2 separate regions of the Pan troglodytes genome follow, and region 1 is linked to region 2. A link is a contact called in public Hi-C data. All regions are on one chromosome and are shown on one strand. Each heading gives the region's core, a stretch centred on a gene start, on an enhancer-like site or on the middle of the called end of the contact. The rest is flanking DNA. Distances are from core to core; before and after follow the strand shown.

Region 1 (5,454 bases), core at 2,700-5,199, 260 kb after region 2:
CAGGGGATCAAGGGGTTCCTAAGCCAGAAACCCATGGGGGATGGGGCAATAGAAGGATGGCCTGGACATGCTGGCAGGTGGGGACTGCTGCCTATCTTGGCCTTTTTGTGTTCCTTGCTGTGTGATGCTTAAACGGGTAGGTGCTTTAAGGCGCTAAGCAGCCAGCCTGGCATGCACCACTTTCCCTTGTCTGTCTATGCATTTTTCAAGGTTCAGCTTTAGGGTTATTCCTTTTTTTTTTTTTTTTTTTTTTTTTTTTTTGAGACGGACTCTTCCTCTGTTGCCCAGGCTGGAGTGCAATGGCGCAGTCTCGGCTCACTGCAACCTCCACCTCCCGGCTCAAGTGATTCTCCTGCCTCAGCCTCCCGAGTAGCTGTGATTACAGGGGACGTGCCACCGCGCCCAGCTAATTTTTGTATTTTTAGTAGAGATGGGGTTTCACCATGTCGGCCAGGCTGGTCTTGAACTCCTGACCTCAGGTGATCCACCCGCCTCGGCCTCCCAAAGTGCTGGGATTACAGGCATGAGCCACTGCGCCCAGCCAAGGGGTCATTCCTAAATCTTCCTCCCGTCTGCATTAATGCCCCTTCTCTGTGCTTCTCACACTATTTATGAGACTGTAAACTCCTTGAGGGCAGGCATTGTGGCTTTTCTTTTCTGTATTCAATACCACCAGAATCTAATAATCATTGCCTCTAAATACATTACAGGGAGGTAGAGGTTGGCTTACCATAAGATAAATTTTTTAAAGTATATTGTATATAAGCAGAGTATAGACTAGTGGCTAAGAATCTAGCCTTGGTGTCATACTGCCTTTGTTCAAATTTCAGCCTTCTGTGTTACCTTGAGCAGTTTAATCTGTCTGTGCCTCATAAAATGGAGATAATATTACTTATGTCATTAGGTTGTTGTGTGAATTAAATGAAATAACACATGAAAAATACTTGGCTCCATTCCTGGTATCTTGTAAGCACTTAGCAATGTTAGAAATTACTACTTTTCTCCTAGTTATTATGATCATTTACTAGCACTGTATCACAACGAGGTGGGTTGTTTTGGGAAGCAATGAGTCACCTTTTATTGAAAGTATTCAAGCAGCAGCAAATCCAGCAGAGATGCTGTAGAAGCAGTTCCTGAGTTAAAAAGATTAGATGACTTCTAAGAATGCTTCTAATCATAGAAGAGGGAAGCTCTTTCTCTGATTCTAGGAAAGTGTGATCATTAGTGTTACTTCTAGCAAAACTGAGGATTGTTAGAACAGGGGAAAAAGGCACTGGAATTGGCCACATGCATATATTACAAAAAACAAAATATTTTCTTTGTGAGCAGTTGTTTTACTTATGTTGTAACCCGCATGGCAAATTGGGCCCTTACATGGAAATTCATCTCTTCTCAAAAGGACTAGCTTGGCCCTGCCAAAATGGAACAGACAAAACTTTAAAGACTGTTCTAGCCCTACTGAAATGTCTTTTCCTTTTGAAAGCAGTCTATTAGTGATGCAAATGCAAAGTTATTTGGACAGACGATAATCTCAGCAAACAAAACACTGAAATCATTAGAACTTTCTTGTGCAGCTTTCAGTCCTGAGAATTTGGCTTTCTGGCACTAAAAAGGCAGAGACCGGGTGCAGTGGCTCATGCCTGTAATCCCACCACTTCAGGAGGCCGAGGCAGGCGGATCACCTGAGGTCGGGAGTTCAAGAGCAGCCTGACCAACAAGGAGAAATCCCATCTCTACTAAAAATACAAAAATTAGCTGGGTGTGGTGTTGCATGCCTGTGATCCCAGCTACTTGGGAGGCTGAGGCAGGAGAATCGCTAGAACCCGGGAGGCAGAGGTTTCGGTGAGCTGAGATTGCACCCTTGCACTCAAGCCTGGACAACTAGAGCGAAACTCCTTCTCAAAAAAAAAAAAAAAAAAAAAAGGCAGAGGAAAAGAGCAGACCTGGCTTCCATTTGGGATAATTTGTCAGGTCTGCTTATCTGAATCCTTGGCTAATTATTCTTGCACTTGGCCTAAAGATGCCAAACAATTCTCCAAATGTGGACAAACTGAAGGAAGGCCTGTAATCTGGGTCCTGGGCAAGTACCTTAAACAAGCAAAAGCAAGACCCTTGGCTATGGAATAACATTTATAGTCAGGAGTTTCTCAAGATACCAGAGCCTGAAGGTAGATCCATCTAGAAGATATTCAGTGATATGCACTCCTAAGGCAATAATTTAAGTGATACTTTCATATTACTGATGCTTTAAAATTTAATAATTAAAAATTACACAACTGAAAGGCTACTTATATAGGTGAAGAGATAACCATTTTCAAACATCAATTTAGTCAACAGATACTCAAAGTAAACAATTTGAGAATTTAGTACATATGCAATTTTCCTATGAGCAAAAGGATTCAAAAGATTTTTTGAAAAAGTATGAAGCAGTTAACTCTAAGTAGTTTGCTCTACTACTAATTTATTATACTTATCCTTAACAGGTTTGATGAGACCTAGTTTCTCAGGAGCCACGAGGTATTAGGGAATATTAGTGGTTAGAAGGTGTGGTGCCTAAGGGGATTAGGAAAGCATTTCTGAAGCAAAACTCCAACGTGGTATTGCCAAAGTGGCCATCACCTAATTGATTAAAGCTCCTGCAAATGTCTATTGGGAAGTTCAATGAGAACAGAAAAATAACCTTCCATTACCCTCAAGCTTTCTTGGGCAAGTATTAACAATCGGAGCTGGAGTCCACATAGCTCAGATGTAAGACGCGCAATCTGGGTCTTAAGCAGGGTGGGGTTTTTGGGTAGGTAAGGTCACAGCTAAAGAGCTTCCGGATCGTCACGTGTTTATATTTCAGGTGCGGTAATAGATCTAGTCCACCCTCCACCCCTTCTTTACAGGGTTGCTTGACAGCCTGCGCAGTCCCCGCCCGTCTTTGATAATCCAACCCTCTTCGAAGAGGGAGGTCAATCACTACTTTAGTTCTGCGCTCTGCCTGCCTCCCACGCGGGATGGTGGGCAGCTGTTCCGCATGTTTTCCTCCCGGAGCTTTCACGCTCTGCCCAATGCACACACCTCCCTCGCGGCCCTCCTGGCCTGCCCTCCTTTGCACCCTGGCAGGCCAACTCCAAGGGTCCGAGTGTCGGTGACAGGGGCAAGCAAGCACAGCTCACTTTTCCTGGGGGTTTTCCTCACGGTGTGTTTAGTGACCCCTCCCCGCAATCCCAGAAAGGCTGCAGCACTCCGTGGTATCCTACATGTAGCTGCTTCTAAAATAATAAAGGCTGGGACATTGGCTGTCTTGGATATTACCACTATGCTACCTGCTTGGAACTGGGACCAGATAGACCAAGGTCCAACTTTGTCGTTAGGGGAATCAGAAACGAAAAGAAGCCACTTTCTGCTAGTCCTAACCCCGGTCCCTGGGCCAGGCAAACCTTTTCAAGCGTCCGGCGGCAGCGGCCGGGCGCGGGTCCGCAGAAAAGCCGAGGCGTTTCGGGTCCCAAGCTGTTCCGCCGCCGGCCCCGGCCTGGCAGGCGCGCGGAGCCGGAACGCGCAAGGGGTCGGGTGCGCGCCAGGCCTGGAGCGCTCCCTCCGGGATCGCGGCTGCGCAGTCGGGCGGGAGTCGGGAAAAGGGGAGGAGGTTGGAGGAGCCGGAGTAAGGGGAGGGGGAGGAGCGGCGAAAGCGGAAGCCATGTTGGAGTTTCACCCCGAGCGAGGGGCTGCGAGGGTTCTCCTCTCCTTGTGGGTGTGACCAGGTTCGGCGCGGCGGCGGGCCGCGGCGGGCCGCGGGGGGCGGGGACGATTGGCCGCTTGTCGTCGTCCGCAGCGGCGTGAGGGGAGCGGCGGCGGCGGCGGCGGCCGCAGCGTGGAGCCGGGTGATTGTGACCGCCGGGGGAGCCGGGAGCCGGCCGCGGCGCCCTCTCTCCGTGTGGCCCCCTGAGCGGCCCCCCTCCCCTGCCCGGGAGGGAGGCGGGGGGCACCTGGGGCCCGCCATGAACCCCGGCTTCGATTTGTCCCGCCGGAACCCGCAGGAGGACTTCGAGCTGATTCAGCGCATCGGCAGCGGCACCTACGGCGACGTCTACAAGGTAAAGGCAGGGGCCGCGCGCCGCCGAGGCCGTGGGATCCCGACCCGCAGCCAAGCCTGGGCGTCCGAGCCCTTGCCGCCTGTCCTCGGGAGACGCTGGCGCCAGGGAGCAGTCGGGGAGGAGGAGCTGCGGACGCCAAGGGCTCTGCTGCCTTGGTGAACAAAGGGCCAAATGTTTAACCCCGAGACCTCCCCAGCCCTTACCTGAGCCCCCCGGTGGACATGATTTTTGCCACCTCCCTTCTTGCGCGCATTTCCAGGGAAGGGCAGAACGAGAGCGGGCCACATTGCTCATCCATAGTGCAGAGAAGGTCTGGGCGTTTGTTGCGTTGGCAGGGTCAGCGCGACGAACCGGACAGCAGGGGTCTGGCGTTGTCAAACCTGCCTGCTTCACGCCAACCTGGGATCGTCCGCTCTAGGTTGGGAGCTGCTGCCCACCAGGCCTCGGTGGTAGTTATTATACTATGCTGAGCGACCTCCATCTTCCATCGACAGCTCTCAGCCTTTAGCGCCTTATTCATCCCCCTGTCAGTTTCTTTTAATTTTCCAGAGTAATGACTTTTTTTTTTTTTTTGGAAAGAGCAACTTTGTTTTCTGTAAGTCGAATTGGACTGCGATGCCATTTAAACTTGTTTTTTAAAAAAGTGACTTGAATACTTAGGGAAGGTACTGGTTTGACAAGGTTAGAATTCAAAGTCCATTAGCGGTACAGCATTCCTGTTGTAGAGGGACCACTTCTAAATGTGGGAAGATAAATCACTCTTCCCTGGCCAACTCAACTCTTGGCCTCGCAGTTACTGCCAAGAAGAGAGGAGGTTGTTGCCAAATGTGGCAGCAGTCTTGATTTAGTTGTGTATCTTCTTACTGGTAACTGAAGTTGAACTCCTCCAGTTTCACATAACACCTGAGGATGCACAAAGAAACTTAATTTTGCATTGGAAAGTTTAGTCTTAACTTTATTTTGCCCATGTTTAAGCAGGTTTTTACTCTTCAGTGTAATGCCTGTGGTAACTTACATATTTAATACAGTGCAGCCAATGTTCTGCTTTAGTCTCATTTTCTGGATGATCTGCTTTTCACCATCGTGGATCTCATCACTTTTCCTACTATGCAATATAGATATATTGAGCCCACCTACAATGTATGAGATACTTGGCAAGTAAGCACTTTGGGTTGTAGCAGTAAACGATAGACTTGGTTCCAAATCTTCCTAAGTGTTTCTATTTTTTTGGACAAGGACAGTATTAAATAGCCATTTAAATAATTATTGCAGTTTTATTTTGTGATGCAGAAAAGAGTATTAGGATCAGGGTTATGAGAGCATGTAATAGGAGGACCTGATCCTGTTTAGGGTATCAGACGCTCATCGCCTTTCA
Region 2 (5,020 bases), core at 2,213-4,712:
AGGACCAGCCTGGGTAACATAGTGAGACCCTGTCTCTACAAAAAATAAACAAAATTAGCCAGGCATGATTGCACACACCTGTAGTCCTAGCTACTCAGGCTGAGGTGGGAGGATTGCTTAAGCCCAGGAGATGTAGGTTGCGGTGACCTGAGATTGCACCACTGCACTCCAGCCTGGGTGACAGAGTGAGACTCTGTCTCAAAACAAAAACAAAACCAGAAAGATCTCAAATCAGTATCCTAACTCTCCACCCTAAAAAACTAGAAAAAGAAGAGCATACTAAGGAAAGAGATTACAAAGCTAGGGTGGAAATACATAAAATAAAGAATTAAAAATTGAGAAAGTAAACAAAACTAAAATTTGGTTATGCCCATAATCCCAGCACTTTGGGAGGCTGAATTAGATGGATCACTTGAGGCCAGGAGTTCAAGACCAGCCTGGCCAACAGAGGAAAACCCCATCTCTACTGAAAGTACAAAAAATTAGCCAGGCATGGTGGCACATGTCTGTAATCCCAGCTACTCAGGAGGCTGAGGCACAAAGATTGTTGGAACCTGGGAGGCAGAGGTTGCAGTAAGCCAAGATGGTGCCACTGCACTCCAGCATGGGCAAGGCAGCAAGATTCTGTCTGGAAAAAAAAAAAAAAATCAGGAATGAAACAGAGGCTATTACTAACAATCTTAGAGAAATATAGAGAAGCTTAAGAGAGCACAGTGAAAAATTACATGCCAACAAATTAGATAAAACAGATAAAATGGCATATACCTAGAAATATAAAACTCCAAGACTGACTCAAGAAAAAATAGAAAATCTGAACACATCTATAACAAGTAAAGAAATTGACTTAGTAATTAACTTAGTAAAAACTTGCCACAAAGAAAAGCCCATGACCAGATGGCTTCACTGGTAAATTTAACCAAATGTTTAAGGAAGAATTAACAACCTTCATAGACTCTTCAAAACAAAAAAAAAAAATAGAAAATGAAGGAAACTTCCTACTTCTTTCTATGAGGCCATTATTACCCTGATATGAAAAACCAAAGACACCACAAGAAAAGGAAATTACATACTATTCCTTATGAATAGATATGCAAAATTCCCCAGCAAAATATTAGCAAACTGAATTCAGCAACATCGGAAAAGAGTTGTACACCATGACCCAGGGAGATTTATCTCAGGAATGCAAGATCGTTTCAATATATTAAAATCAATTAATACAATATACCATATCAACAGAATAAAGGTCAGAAACCATCTGATCATCTCAAAGATGCAGAAAAAGTATTTGACAAAATCCATTTGCTACTCATCAACAACCCTGTGAGCTAAATATAAAGGTATTATTAACTACACTAAATGAGTAAAAGAATCCGAAGCTCAGAGAGTTAAGTAACTAGCCTGAGGCTATTACTCGGTTGTAACCAAGCTTTAACATAAATGCTGTTACCCAAACTTTATATATTAAATACTATTACTCAGAAATGTTAGCAGTCCTTAGTTTTCTAGACATGCATCTTAATTTTGTGGATAGTTAAGCTAGAGTTACTACATGTACTGTCAATTTGAAATAAAAAACAATCTTTCCAATTTAGAACCAACATATGCTCTTTTGGAAACAAAGCTGATTCTTAATTGAAGGAGATTGGATTGGCGACACGGCTGACTCAGTGGCTTCATCCTACCTGCATCTCACAGAAGCTGCTTAATGCTGGAGAGAGGGTGTGAAGTGGGGAGAAACTATTTTCTCAGACTCACAAGAGCTGGCCTTAGAACAGCTTCTGTGCTAGGGAAATGTGTGGTCCCTTTTAAATCACTGCAAATATACTCAAGACCCATCTCCTCCTCTGTTCCTTGCTTGTAATGGGCAGGATCCCAGTGGCAAGAAGAGTAACAGGAAGGAGATGGCAGCTGGCCCAGGGTTCTCCTGCTTCCTCTACGTGTGCCAGGAATTAGGTAAGTAGCGCACACATCACCAAATCGCCTTTCCTTCTCCATGGGGCTCTCAGGCTAAATTTAAAGTGCCAAGAATTCCGAAATGAAAAGAGAAAGAGGGTAGGGAAAATGATGAGGTCTGGGCTGACAGTAACAAGCAGTACTCAAGGACTCCAAAGAGTGGGGGTCTGGTAGCAAGCCCAGAGCTCCACAGCTGAGTTTGCAAGAAAATGTTCTATGGTCCAGGTGTTCCACTCCCTTGGAAGATGATTAGAGACTTCAGGCAGAATTAGAAGAGAAAGTGGGAATGAAAGACAGCTCAGCAGCAGTGTCAGAGACCTGCCATTAGCTGTTTTATGTCCTTGTTCTTAAACACTTGTTCCACTGTCATAGGAGAAAGTCAGATAGATTTGAAGAGGAAAGCAATATTATTAAGGTTTGGCTCCCTACAGCACACACATTAAATTGACAAAATGAAACCACAAAAATCTTACAGGAAAAGACCTGTAGTTGCTTGACAGAACATATCAAGCAACCAAAGACAAATTAGATCTTTTTGATAAAAAGACAAGCACATATATATACACAGATGGTGGTAAAGACGGAAGTTCCATGCAGTGTTATGTTAAGGAATAATTTATACTGTTAAAATCCACAAGGAGGCATTAGATTCCAATTTTTTCAAAGTCACACATGCAAACTTTGAAATTAACTGGCTTTCTGGGTTTAGAGAGCAATGAATCTGGCTCTCTGAAAAGGAACACAAAAAGCATGAGCTCATAGCACCAGATGGCATCACACAATGGGGGGAAGAAACATGCAGAGGATTGAAAAGAACAAGTTGTGGTTTATATTTAGTGATTAATTAGCTTCTTAAAGGGCCAAGTAGAGCCACTTTAATGATGATATAAACCATAGAATAAGATACACAAGTATGTTGCACAGGGGGTTAGAAATGGAGCTTTTTGCCTGGTGAATTTCCGTTGTTTCCAATACTGAGTTCCAAGCTAAGTCATAGAAACCCCTACTCAAGGTTAAATAAGGAAGAAACATGAGAAAGATGCTATAAACAGTCATTACTATCAATCAATAATGAGGCGGGCAGTATACATGATGGTTAAAGACCTTGCGGTCAGACAGACTTGGGTTTGAATCCTAGTTGTGTGACTTGTGGCAAATTACTGAAGCTCACTGAGCCTTGGTTCCCTCGTCTGTAAAAGAGGGAGAATAATGGCAGATACCTCACTGAGTTATGGTGAGGAATGAAAGAGGTAATTCAGGACTTAGCATAGGATGTGTGGCCCACTGTAAGTACTCCATAATGTCAGCCTTGGATTATGAATTCCCTCTTGGCACCTGCCCAATTCGCCATACAGAACCACTGCCACACACCAGGAGTCTGCACCTTAAATGGTCATCACAGATTAACCCAAGTGTACAGAGAAATAAACAGACACATGGCAACAGCTGCCTGAACAATGGCCCAACCAACAGCTCTCATGTTTCCTCTCCATTCTCGCCACTTTAGAACAAGACTCCCATCACCTCACTCCTGAAGAATTTGCTAACTGACCTCCTTGCTCAACCCTCAACCTACCCTGCATGCCACTGCTAGATAAATTTGCTGTGTGAAGTTTTGAGGCCTCTGGAGTCTCAGTTGCCCATCAGTAAAATGCAATATGAAAACCTTTAAGATTTTTGTTACATCTACCTGCCTTTTACAGTATCATTAACTTAATATGTGGCCTTAAATTGATTACTGTAAGCGAGGAACAGTTTCACTTGCTATGATATAATTATGTATTTGTTTTAAAATTATGTATTTATTTAAAAATACATTGTCTGACACATATAAGTACTATATAATTGTTTATTTAAATGTTTTAATGCTTTGCCATTGTGTCAACTTCCACACTGACCAACAGAAGATGCGAAAATCACACGCGGTCCCTCAGAACGTAAGACTGGGGTTTTCATTGACTGGCTCTGTCCAGGAACATACAATTGGGTTCCCCCTGAATCGAATTCAGACTCTAGACCCCTATCATCTATCCCTACCTCCAACTTCACTTACACTTACCTGTGACTGGTTCCCAGGGGCTACTTCCCTCCCTCCCCAAATTGTCCCCTGGCAACATCATGTCCATCTCTGTGACCATCCTAGCCTACATCACTAACTTTAGAACAGTCCAAAAACTACTATCCCTCCAGGCTCACTGCCTTCGAAAAGCCTACCCCAAACCCTGCAGACTACATAGCTCACTCTCTTTGCTGAGCCTCACCATCTCACTCTTGATTACTGGTCTTTGTCACTGCCTACTAGATCAGAAAGTCTGCCTCTTCATTAATGTCCCAAGTTCCTTAAGCAGGGAGGCTGTGACTTTTTTCTGGATTACAACATTTAAGAGGTATGTCTGAAACAGTTGATGGCAATAGCAGTACCACTAATGCTTAAGGTTCTCTAGCAGAAAGAGTTAACAACAGGCTACACCATTTCCTAAACATTTCAAAGACAACTTGGAATTCTTCAGCTGGCCCTTGAGCAGAAAAATAAAGAATTATTTCCCCAGCACACGTCTCAGTTTGAAAAGAAAAATCAATCATGCGGTCATAGGACAGGGTAGCAGCCATGTTCTGGTCAGAGATTTAATTTCAGAGCAAAGCAGGGGCTAAAGCAGACAGACAAAAATGCTTTCCTTATCACCTCCTGTATTGGGTATAAACAGTGAAACTTGTTAAAATAAATAAACTAAATACAGTAAGTTTAGGGGCTTAACACTGACTTTTAGAGCCTCAAATGGCTAAACCAGTCCCAAAGGCAAAGCTCTTGAGGACAAACCTTTCATCAGGTCTACAGAACTGAAAGGAGAAAGATACTAATTAGTAAATCTAAGCAGCTCTGTCCAGTAGAAATATAATGCAAATTGTAAGAATTTTAAATGTTCTAATGGTCATATTGAAAAATAGGTGAGATTAATTTTAGTATTTTTAAATTTAACATGCAATCAATACTTTGAAAGTTGTTAATGAGATATTTTATATAGTTTTTTCATACTAAGTCTTCAAAATCTAAATCTGATATCTTCTA

The links. Hi-C and Micro-C count contacts between places; a contact is called where the count stands out from the background.
Region 1: a contact with region 2 is called in a Hi-C map of stem cell-derived neural progenitor cells, with 2.7 times the contacts expected there. The contact joins the promoter of MAP4K3 here to the enhancer-like site in region 2. A contact is called at or near these places in 1 of 7 Hi-C or Micro-C datasets (stem cell-derived neural progenitor cells) and 1 of 1 datasets of contacts at active chromatin or transcription factors (stem cell-derived excitatory neurons).

The regions. Positions count from the first base shown.
Region 1 is chr12:83,339,111-83,344,564 of NHGRI_mPanTro3-v2.0_pri, forward strand. MAP4K3 (mitogen-activated protein kinase kinase kinase kinase 3) reads left to right here and starts at 3,950. Exons shown (of 33, transcript XR_010149574.1): 1 at 3,950-4,079. LOC129135347 reads right to left here and starts at 4,370. Exons shown (of 8, transcript XM_063789971.1): 1 at 4,283-4,370.
Region 2 is chr12:83,080,964-83,085,983 of NHGRI_mPanTro3-v2.0_pri, forward strand. All of the region lies in intron 1 of TMEM178A (transmembrane protein 178A), which reads right to left. Among named protein-coding and RNA genes, the nearest start is that of TMEM178A, 32 kb to the right of the region's middle. Within about 2 kb of position 3,463, at least 11 of the 24 cell types and tissues checked have an H3K27ac peak or open chromatin away from gene starts, as enhancers often do. A contact at or near this core is called in stem cell-derived neural progenitor cells, where this site is marked.